Linked DNA regions of Mus musculus: regions 1, 3 and 4 are each linked to region 2. Evidence: chromatin contacts called from public capture Hi-C and targeted proximity ligation data. All regions are on one chromosome and are shown on one strand. The core of a region is the stretch at or near the end of the contact, and the rest is flanking DNA. Distances in the headings are between cores, read along the strand shown.

What was found. Capture Hi-C pulls out chosen DNA fragments and counts their contacts.
Region 1: a contact with region 2 is called in a targeted proximity ligation map of microglia, with 7 times the contacts expected there. A contact is called at or near these places in 1 of 39 promoter capture datasets (hippocampal neurons), 1 of 484 Hi-C or Micro-C datasets (CD8 T cells), 7 of 130 datasets of targeted methods (bone marrow-derived dendritic cells, bone marrow-derived macrophages, effector CD8 T cells and 3 more) and 3 of 9 other capture datasets (adipose tissue, liver and macrophages).
Region 3: a capture Hi-C map of macrophages shows a contact between it and region 2, with 8 times the contacts expected there. A contact is called at or near these places in 4 of 39 promoter capture datasets (cranial neural crest, embryonic stem cells and neural stem cells), 60 of 484 Hi-C or Micro-C datasets (B cells, the BV-2 cell line, CD4 T cells and 21 more), 20 of 130 datasets of targeted methods (acute myeloid leukemia, bone marrow-derived dendritic cells, bone marrow-derived macrophages and 7 more) and 4 of 9 other capture datasets (adipose tissue, embryonic stem cells, liver and 1 more).
Region 4: a capture Hi-C map of macrophages shows a contact between it and region 2, with 3 times the contacts expected there. A contact is called at or near these places in 6 of 39 promoter capture datasets (cranial neural crest, embryonic stem cells, frontonasal cranial neural crest and 2 more), 2 of 484 Hi-C or Micro-C datasets (both in B cells), 3 of 130 datasets of targeted methods (bone marrow-derived dendritic cells and bone marrow-derived macrophages) and 3 of 9 other capture datasets (adipose tissue, liver and macrophages).

Annotation. Positions count from the first base shown.
Region 1 is chr19:11,118,070-11,120,769 of GRCm38.p6, reverse strand. The region is part of intron 1 of Ms4a20 (membrane-spanning 4-domains, subfamily A, member 20); the gene reads left to right. Among named protein-coding and RNA genes, the nearest start is that of Ms4a20, 11 kb to the left of the region's middle.
Region 2 is chr19:11,603,543-11,606,242 of GRCm38.p6, reverse strand. Ms4a6d (membrane-spanning 4-domains, subfamily A, member 6D) reads left to right here and starts at 1,439. Exons shown (of 7, transcript NM_026835.2): 1 at 1,439-1,569.
Region 3 is chr19:11,195,382-11,198,081 of GRCm38.p6, reverse strand. 4930526L06Rik (RIKEN cDNA 4930526L06 gene) reads right to left here and starts at 1,265. Exons shown (of 3, transcript NR_045317.1): 1 at 1,118-1,265. Ms4a13 (membrane-spanning 4-domains, subfamily A, member 13) reads left to right here and starts at 1,345. Exons shown (of 7, transcript NM_001347435.1): 1 at 1,345-1,537.
Region 4 is chr19:11,264,798-11,267,497 of GRCm38.p6, reverse strand. Ms4a1 (membrane-spanning 4-domains, subfamily A, member 1) reads left to right here and starts at 1,349. Exons shown (of 7, transcript NM_007641.6): 1 at 1,349-1,450. The region is part of intron 1 of 4930526L06Rik (RIKEN cDNA 4930526L06 gene); the gene reads right to left.

The sequences.
Region 1 (2,700 bases), core at 45-2,544, 490 kb after region 2:
AGAGTTGTTCAGTTTCCATGAATTAGTAAGCTTCTGCTGTTTCTGTTGTTGTTGATGATGATAACCTGCTTTAATCCACGGTGGTCAGAAAGGATGAAGGATGTTATTTCTATTTTCTTGTATTTGTTGAGATTTGCTTCATGTCTAAGTATAAGCACCTCATGGTACCTTCTCCAAATTTGGCCATATAATTGGTCACAAAACAGGCCTCAACAGATACAAAAATATTGAAATTGTCCCATGCATCCTATCAGATCACCATGGACTAAGGCTGATCTTCAATAACAACATAAATAATAGAAAGCCAACATTCATGTAGAAAATGAACAACACTCTACTCAATGATACCTTGGTCAAGGAAGGAATAAAGAAAGAAATTAAAGACTTTTTAGAGTTTAATGAAAATGAAGCCACAACGTACCCAAACTTATGGAACACAATGAAAGCCCTCTCTGGTTCTTAAGAGAGTGTTGGTTACCTGGTAGGAAGTGCTTCTGAGATCCTGTCAGGTGGAGGTTACAGGTACAATGTGTTTATAGGTATTGGTATATGACACTTAGGGATAGATTTGGGCTAGGAATGCTAAAGGAGTCAACAAGAGAGAAGAAAGCAGAGTGTGCCACAAGAATCTGCTTAGTCCCATGGGAATATGGCAGAGAGGGGGTCAGGTTCACAACAGGTGGTCTGCTACAGAGCTGGAGATGAGATTGGGGGATTGGATTTGGAGATGAGGATGAAGAATAAAGATCTGAAGCTTGGCTACCTGCTTCCCTGGAATGGCTAATGGGTCCTCCAGAAGTGCCTGTGGAAGTTGGCTGCTGAGACAAAGGGATGGGGCAGTGATGGAGGTTGTAGAAGAAGACCTACATGATCTTCTGGATACGGGAGCAGAAAGGAAGAGAGGGCACAGCACATGTTCTGCTGCAGAGACTTGGGGAGTAGCTTTGGAGGAGAGAAAGGAAAGTGAAGATCTGGAGATTTGTCATCTACCTGCTTCCCTGGACCGGTAGTGGGTTTGCTATTATTGTATTGTTTAAAGAACCCCTATTTTTTAAGTGTTAATCTTGTTTTCCACATTCTCCTGACAATGTGTTCCCCCATATGTCATCCTTCCATATGGCTTAGAATGTTAGTGCCAGCGTGTTAGTCAATGTTGTATTTCAGTATCAGAAAAACAGTCACTTCTTGTCCTACTTGCTGGGGTTTTATGCAATGCTGGTGGTAGACTAGGGACTGTCTCTCTATTTCCTCTTTCTAGTATCCACATTTTAAAAAGAAGAAGAAGAAGTTCACTGTGGGTGTGCAGGTTTGAATGGTTCTCTGTGTCATGCTCTGAGCTCAGCTGTTGGGTATTGTCAGGGGACCTCAGGGAAGCTCTGAAATTCAGACACGGGACTTCAGAGAGCCAGGATCCCCTCCTACACTTCACCCCAAGATGAAGTTGAAGAATGAAATGTAGAGGCTGAGCTCACAGTGGCATCTTATAACCAGAGAGAAATAATCAGATCATCATCACTAAAGGAATCTTGGACAGTAGATATCCATTGCTTCGGAAACCATGATGTCTATAATCAGGTCCAAGTGTCTATGGTTTGGCCTGAGGATATGTCTGCCTCACTATTTCTGGCTGATGCTGATGTTGCAGTCTGGAGCCCCAATTAACAGCTTCTGTATTATGTGGTCACTTTGAAGGAACATTGAAATCACTTGGGTTACATACTGGAATTGAGTACATGACTATGGATATCAGAAGGACATTTTACTGGAGTGGCTAAAGCTGAAGAATTGAGGCTTCTGCCCAAGCAGAGCATACTCAGCAACGCTGTTTTAATTTCCAAAGGATGGATATCAAACTTCTCAACCACTTCTGATAGAGATGGTGTGATAGTCTAAGTCTAACATGGAATCTGTGTGTGGTTTTGGGCACCTGCATACTCTAGAAAATGGGGTGAATTTGGTTTCTTTGTCTTTTGTCACTACCTTAAAACAGGGTTTCTTACTTCCTCAGAATCTTGAGGGGAAAGTTCTGGCTTGCATGACTGACCAGCAATCTCTTGATAACCTCTGTATGCAATCCTTCACTAAGAACATTCTCTTCTAATGAATAGCATTGGGAAAGACTGGAGGAAATGTTTCAGTTCATGAAGAAGCAGAAGTAGATGGACATCCAGAAAAAGAACTGAACAGAAAAGCTACAACACCATTTTAAGGTCCTCCAGATGATGTAGTTGCTCAGGCTAGGACTATATGGTGTAATCTCATGGGTCCTCTGTATTTGTGATCTTATCTCTTATAGGTTTCTGCTCAATAGCAAGGCCATAAATCTCAGGGGTGGAAAAATACCTCAAATTACTGTGCTGGTCTAGTCAAAAGAACCTCCTTCAAGGAAAAAAATTTATTTACTATTCCATTTATCTGAGGCATTGTGACTTTCTTCCATGAACTCACAGAGATCTGCCTGCTTTGGACTCCACTTGATGGGATCTCAAGTTATGCAGAGTCATGTCTGTCTTAAATTGCATGTTTATTTAAGAACATTCCCTGAAAAAAATTCAGATTCCACTCCTGTAACAGTGCTCTCTGATGTCATTACACATTTCTTTGAAAAAGTGCCTCTACATAGAATATGTGACGTGGTTTCCTGGATGAGTCCACTGCAGATGACTCTGCTGAAGAGATTATCAGATTCTTCATGGGAAT
Region 2 (2,700 bases), core at 190-2,689:
CCCCAGGGTTCTGAGAGTGTGAGAAGTGGTCCTGTCCCTCACTGGCATTTGCCAGTGAGCTGCACCAAGGGCCTGAGAGCTTGTGATCTGACAAGCTCATAAACTTCTCAGGCCCAGGTTCAGGGCTTTGAATTGACCCACCCCAATATCTACCTCATCGATGAACAGCTGGAGTGTATGAAGGGAGTGGTCCTATAGATCCAAAGCTATAAGATCTCCATGACACAGGGCAACAGGATATCTGAGAGGAGTCCCAGTGAGGTTTCAGTATTGATAGAATAGCAGAAGTCAGAGGTCTCATACCAGACCAAGAATCATTGCAACAGATATTTTCAAGCAAATAAATTTAGACAAAAGGGAATACTGTGGGATACACTGTGACACACTACAGCTTCCACAATGAGATTTTTTTTTCTTTGCTGGGGGGAGATGGCAAGGGTGGAGGACAGGTACCAGAGGAGGGGGAGGTAAGTGGGGCTGTGGTACATGATGTGAAATTTGCAAAGAATCAATAAAAGAAAAAAAAACAGTGCCCATGAGACCATTGGGTATTCATGTCTATTTTTGCCCCCCCTTTTTTGATTGGAAGTGTTTCCTGGTAACTGTCTAACTACCAAAGAAAAACTTAGTTGTATTCTAATAGTGATCTAGATTTTTGAGCTTTGCAGAAATCATTAAATATTTTGTTAAGTTCATTGATTAAAGCCTTTATAAATGTAGCATATTATTTATTTACCTGTAGATTTTAGTTTTTAACCCCATGCATGATCCCTCTAGCATGGAGTAGTTACAGAGCTGAGAAAAGCTACTCTGACTGACATTCTACTTAACACCACAAGATCACTGGCCTTGGGGAATATGACGTCTAACTCTGTTCATCTTCCTTGTTCCATCTCTGCCACAACTTTCATGACTCATAAGTTTGGGAAGAACGGAAGTTTTTGCTTGGTTTTGTGATACTCATATCATTGTGGGCCAAGATGGAATGTGCAGAACTCCACTGACACTAAGTCAGGATCTGAAGGCAATGCTATCCTTCGCAGACGCAAACCAGCTCGGAAGAAGAACACCTTTGTCAGTTTTCATAACAACTTGGTTCACTCTGTCCATTGGCACCCAATAGACACGTAAGCATAATGCACACTGAGGATCAGATCAGAAATTAGGGTCTCTGAGATGCTCAGCAGGTTCAGCTCTGCCACTGAATGTGTATTCTAGATCTAGGATAATTAGAGAGACACAAAATTCAAACCAGTGATAAAAATGTCAGTGCTGTCATGATGATATTTTATGGGAAGGAAAAGTAACCTACAAGTCTCCCAGAACTGGTCCAATTAGTCATTTTCCTGGTTACTGGAAGTCTATGAAAAAGGAAGTAAAGGCACATTCACATGTCCAGACTGTAAGCGCCACTTCCTGTGCAGTGAGCACAGAAGAAGGAAGGGCTGGGACAGTTAGAACTTCACAAGAAGGAACCAAGGATCAGACTGAGAAAACCCATAGTTAAAGCTCTTGGGGTTTCTGAGAGCTCAGCTGGAAGTGACTGGGTGACAAGGCGCACAGGCTCAGGTAGGCAACCCTGAAGAGAAATTCCTTTGTACAGCACTCTATTTCTGGGACTGCACTGTAAGAGATTGCTGGTGCTTATGGAAGCAATAGAGACACTGGGACACTTCAGAACTAAATGGGCAAACGGAATGGGTATTGGGTTTATATCGGTCCTGGCTGGTTTTAGTTCCATGATCTTGGTGGTCACTGTCCTAAGGTCATGTAATTAACAAAAGCAGAGCTCTTGTACCTGCAAAGGCTTTTAAGCCATTCACTAATTAGGCAGTCTAAGGTCTGAGAGTGGAACAGAAAAGAGAGGCAAACTGAGCTCAGAAACCAATTCCACAGGCAACTTGGTTCTTCCTAACAAGGGCACAGTTCTAATCTTGAACCTCAGGTTACAACTCCAGGGCTTCTCACTCTGCATTCAGGTGCTTCTCCACACTGAGGAGACTTAGACACAGGCTGCCGCAGGCAGGTGGGAAAATAGGGTGAGGAACCAGAGACAGAGACAGCTGGGATCCAGCACCCAACTGTGTGTAGGCAACTGGTTAATAACAAAAACTTTAAATATCTATTTAGCATCAAGCCTATGTCATTATAAAATCATGTGTTATTTTCACACATGAATCAAAATTTACCTCTGAAATTCTTTTTTGATTATGACATTACTAACAAATAGAATTACTGTGAGGGTTCTAAACTATGATGAAATATGCTGGAAATAACACTATGAGACAAACAATGAACAAATAGCTCTCAGTAGTTTGAGTAGTAGCATAAATTGGAAAAGATTGAAGATCAAATTTTAATTATATCTCAAGACTGGTAGAACAACCTGAGGATAAAACTCATCAGAATAAGGGACAGTGCACTCAAACATGATAGCAACTAGGAAATTAATGCTACATTTTGAAAGTCTTTTTATTATAGCTCTTTGTGTGTATATGTGTGTATGCATGCAGGTGAATGTGTGTTAAGGCAAATCTGCAGGTCACAGACAGCTTGCAATGAATCTCTCCTGCTACATGGGTCCAGCAGATCGAACTCAGACCTTCAGGCTTGAAGTCAAATGCCTTTATTTGCTGAGTCATTTCAACAGTTCCAATCTACAAGTTTTATGTAAACATTTGGCTCTGTTCACTGGGATCA
Region 3 (2,700 bases), core at 16-2,515, 410 kb after region 2:
CATTATATGTTATTATATTATACGGAACCATATAGTGTATTAATTTTAAAAGTGCTATATAAATATTATATACTTATATATTTATATATTATAAATAATATAGAATATATCATAATACTATTATCAACATACATTATAATTAAATATATATTTATATTTTATATGATTCATATAATTTTTATAATTTATATATATATATATTTGGGGGGGTGAGACAGGGTTTCTCTGTGTAGCCCTGGCTATCCTGGAACTCACTTTGTAGACCAGGATGGCCTCGAGCTCAGAAATTCGCCTGCCTCTGCCTCCCGAATGCTGGGATTAAAGGCGTGAGCCACCACGCCCGACAAAGGATAATATTTTGTTTGTTTCTTTGTTTGTTTGTTTGTTTGTTTTTGAGACAGGGTTTCTCTGTGTAGTCCTGGCTGTCCTGGAACTCACTTTGTAGACCAGGCTTGCCTCGAGCTCAGAAATCTGTCTGCCTCTGCCTCCCAAGTGCTGGGATTAAAGCTGTGAGCCACCACTGCCCGGCTACATATAAATATATTTAAATATATTTATGTATACATATCTATTTTATGTATACTATGTAACATATAATGAAATATAAATAATATAATACTATATGAATATATATTATAAAAAGATTATCCTTCATAAAAGGATTATCATCCACGAAATATTTGCAATGTAAGCCAGAATTTTAAGTCTTCCAGGAATAAATGAAAGCTCACAGCATGCTCTGGTTAAAGGAGCATCTACTGTCCAAGGGTCTTTAAGCCCTCAGGAAGTCTTCGGTGCTCGGCAGGTGGCCTGTGCTCCCTAGAGAAAACAGGTTTTCCTTTCTGTCTCCCCATTTGCTCTCCAGTAGTAGAGTATTCTTTATCTTTTCATAGCTATCTATGCATCTTTATGTTTCTCTTCACAAACGTTGAACTACTGCCTCATATCAAATCCAAAACCAATACGGTGCAGAGAGCCTGCATAGTAAAATGTCCCCAGCGGGTGGGTCAAAGCAGTCATTTTAATCATTTCCTAAAGAGTCTCTTCATTAATTTCTTTAGCCATTTATATTTGGAGGAGGGTGGAAGAAGAGTAAACTATTAACTCATTTACTTGCCTTTTTACAACTTGAAACCTTCTGAAATGTGTGGTAAACGATCAGGTCTCTGCGGCCATTCTATCTTAGGAGAAGCATCCCTGAAGAGGCAGTGTTCCAGCCATGTCCAGGGAAGCCATTACTAGAAACTCCAGAAGAGGATCGAAGTGAGGGACCAGGGCGTGGCCCGCAGGCCCCAGTGAGTCTGCGCACTGGTTCTCATCCCTCTGCCCTAAGAGAGGGCTGTTGCCCTTGACAACCCGGCGGCTTGAGGAGCTTGACAACCACCTGGGAGCTAGACTGCGCGCTGCTGCCTCTGATGGCTATGCAGCCAGATCTAGCGCTGAGAGCACCATCCACGGTGATCCTTCTCTTCAGCCTGTGCCTAGGCCTGATAGGGTGAAACTGGATCCTTGGGTCTTGGGACAACTGAAATGTGAGGTAACAGTGTGCCTCTTTACTTTTGCTAAGCATCAAAATGGACACGGTCTGGAGAAAGGGGGTTGAGGAAAGAGAGGTGGGCACATCTCCATTCTCCATCTTTTATACCCTCTCGTTTGACCTTCTAAAAAATACTTTTATTTACTTTTTGAAATGTGGGGTCTCACTGTGTTGACAAGATTGCTCTAGAATTCCTGGGCTGAGCAATCGTCCTGCCTTGACCTCACAAGTAGCTGCCAGCAGCTACTTATTCCCACCCACTCCTTCTAGATTTCATCTAGTACTGACTGCCGGTATATGGGTGTATCATGATGTGAGGTGAAAAGTAAAATACTTCTCATGACTGTAACATCAAGGTTCGCCACTAGTCACCTTAAGTAAAGTATTCACTTAAAATATTTATCAGAAAAGGGGGAAGAAAGAGGGGAGTAACTGAATGCATATGGCCAGGGAATTAAGCAGGAATGACCACGAACACATGGAAATGAACTTTATAATTTCTGGGGACAACAAAGTGATTTGAAGTTAGTCTTGAAAAAAATTTGCAACACAATGTGGCAGGAATTACGGGCAAAATGTTAAGACAAACATCTGTGTATCTAGCTACCTTGTAGCACAAGCAGGCTTTGGGGAAAGGGTTACTACCAGGGTTGTTAAGCTATGAAGTCCGAGTGACCAAGTGAGAGGGGAAGGTGGGCAGGAAGCAGTTCATGAAGAAATTGGTGTGTCCTCTGAAGATGTCATTCTCTTCATTTTATTTTAAAAAATCTTTTTTGAGGTTGGTGAGCTGGTTCAGTGGTCATGAATCTTGCTGTTTTTGCAGAGAACCAGAGTTTAATTGCTAACACTCTTATCAGGCAGCTCGGTGCCAACTTAAACTTCAGGGGACCTGACACCCTTTTTCATAGGCATCCAAACACACATGCAGATACACAATTATTTTAAAGTAAAAACGTTTTAGATGTTTTAAATCATTTTTCTGGGACGCGCGCACACACACACACACACACACACACACACACACACACACCAAGGCTCCATGAACGTTATAGAAGAGAGGGTAGGAAGATTTAAAGTCAGAAGTGGTAGAAAGGGCTGTGCAACATTGTCCTCTGAATGTAACATGGGTGATGCACTCATGAACTCACTACAGATGTGGTCAC
Region 4 (2,700 bases), core at 100-2,599, 340 kb after region 2:
GATAAAAATGGAGAAGAGACTGAGGGAAAGGAGATTCAGTGACAGCTCAACTTAGGATCCATCTCAAGGGGAGGCTCCAAGGCTTGACACTATTATTGATGCTATGATGTGCTTACAGATAGGAGCCTAGCTTGCTTGCCCTCTGAGAGTCCCAACAAGCAGCTGACTGAGACAGAAGCAGATACTTATACCCAACCAATGGACTGAAGTCGGGGGTCCCTGTGGTTGAATTAGGGAAAGGCTGGAAGAAGTTAAAGAGGGTGACCTCATAGAAAGACCAGCAGTCTCTGAGGTCACTCAAACACTGAGTCACCAACCAGGCCGCATACACTAGCTAATCTAAGGCCCCTGACACATATACAGCAGAGAACTGCCTGGTCTGGCCTCAGTGAGAGAAGACTCGTCTAACCCTCAAGAGACTTGAGGCCCCAGGGAGTGGGGAGGCCTGGTGGGGGTTGGAGGGAACATACTCTTGAAGACAAGCGGGAGGAATGGGATGTTGAACTGTGGGAGTGTGGACAGGGAGGGAGTAATGACTGGACTATAAAAATAATAATAATAAAACAAAACAAAAACAGCTTTAAACAAAAAAATTAATAAAAAGTCTAACATGCATGAGGTTGTATATGGAAAAGAGGATATGTCTTGAGAAAATCTAATATTTGCCTCTTAAATGTTTATAGACTTTCCCCCACATCACCAACTTCTTCCACTTTGCTGCTTGCTCTAACACTAAAGTCAGCCACTACAGCTCTAAGCAATACTGCAAAGAAAGGGAAGCAGGAAGGAGAAGGGTGGGCTCATATGTAAAAGTGCTGTCTCGGTTCACAGCACCCGAAATGGGAGCTGAGTCTTGCCTAACACTTCTGGGTGCATTGTTCTATGGAGACAAATTAGATTTCAGGCCATTTCTGCTAAATTTGACGTGAGATTTACATGGCCCTCTAGAGCTTTGAGTATGAGCAGATGACGGGACTGTTTAAAAACCAACAGATACAGTGCTCCCAAGTGTACCTTCTCAGGGATTCCGACTTTTTGCATGGGTGCCCCACCACCACCTACTCAGCCCCAAAAGTGAAGCTCTAACAGCCCATCTCTGGAGAATTTCTAGCCCTTTTCCAGCCCTTAGGGACCCACCATCCACACCTGCTTACAGGGTGGGGGCTGCAGAAGTTCTTCTAATTAAGGTAGCATGAAGCATACCAGGCAGTCCCCAGGGTAATTTTTAAGAAGTGAAACCTGGTAAGGCAAAGCAAGGTGATTGGAGCGATTCTCAAGGTAGCAGAAGCTGCTAATTTCCTGTCACGTGGTGTCAATCAGAGGTACCACTCCAGGTCTGGTCTATCGCACTCATCTTCAAGTACTTGAGATAGAAGAGGCCAACTGATCTCAGCTGTGAGTGGCTAATTTGGCCCTTAAGCCTTGGAGCCTTGGAGCCTTGGAGACCCAGGTAAGGGTTAGGTCTGCTCTGTTTTAGTGACTCTAATAAAAGGAAAGGCCAGATGAAAAGGAGTGGTTTTAGGGACTAGAGAGTCAGCTCTCAGTCTGGGGTGTCCCTGGCAAGTGGCAGCATGATCTGAAGTGTGGTGATTTCAAGGCTGGATGGGCTACCCCTAACCTAACTGCTCCCCCTCTCAAAAATGACTCTGGGCAATGGGTGGTGAGTGGATTCTAACAAGGAGAAAAGGTCTCTAGAATGTTGTCTTCAACCTGGGGCACTACCACAGAGAAGCTGCATAACCTTGGGTGAGTTACTAAACTTCTCCATGCCTCAATTTCCTCACCCATAAAATGGGAGCAATATTGAGGTCCTCTGCACCATGAAGATTAAACCTAGAACACAGAATCTTTTTAGGACTGCCTAAAACCAAATTAGAAAATAATCCTGGCCACAAGAATCTAGCCCCATTCCTCTTCCTCCCGATGAGTTTTGTCTCCAAAGATAAAACTTCAATGTAAGCACCATCATAGATGGTTTTAATCTTACTATCTAGCATTTTCGGTGTGGCATTGGAATACTGAGCACAAATCCTGTTTTCTGTCTATGATCGAAGAAGCCAAGGGTGAGAGTGGGTGCTAGAGACAGGATAGAGGGATTGACTTTAACCAGGTGCTAATGTGCTCCTAAAACTAAACAGTAAAATAAGTATGCATGTATGTATGTATGTAGAGGTGAGGTGGAGAGAGAGGGAGAGAGAGAGAGAGAGACAGCAGAGAGACAGACACAGAGACAGAGAGACTTTCCCTGTTTTCCTTATAATGGTTTTGTCTCACTGATGGTCAGATGAAGTGGAGGTTATCATTTTGTGAATAGAAAGCATCCTGAGCATTTACCTGCCAAAGGAGGAAGCTGAGCTTAACGGTCTGTGTAAGACAGAGCTCACAGCATCAGCATCACAAGAGGCAGGTTTACCAGATAACCCCTGCACAGTTCCCTTACTGGATTGGCACTGGGTTTCAGGAGTTACATGGCACACTACAATAAAAGTAGTTGTAGAAAAGTGATAAACATGAACGGCTATTGACTTTGAAGAAATCCTTACCATCAGCCAAGGAACAGCCTGAGGTAACATGATGGTCCTTTTGTGGAGGTTGACAGAACGTGGAGAGAAACGGGAAGGACTAGCTCAAAGGTTTTGCAGATTCAGCAAAGCAGACAGGAGACGTGTCCAAGCATGACTGCTGAGAACACGGGCTCTG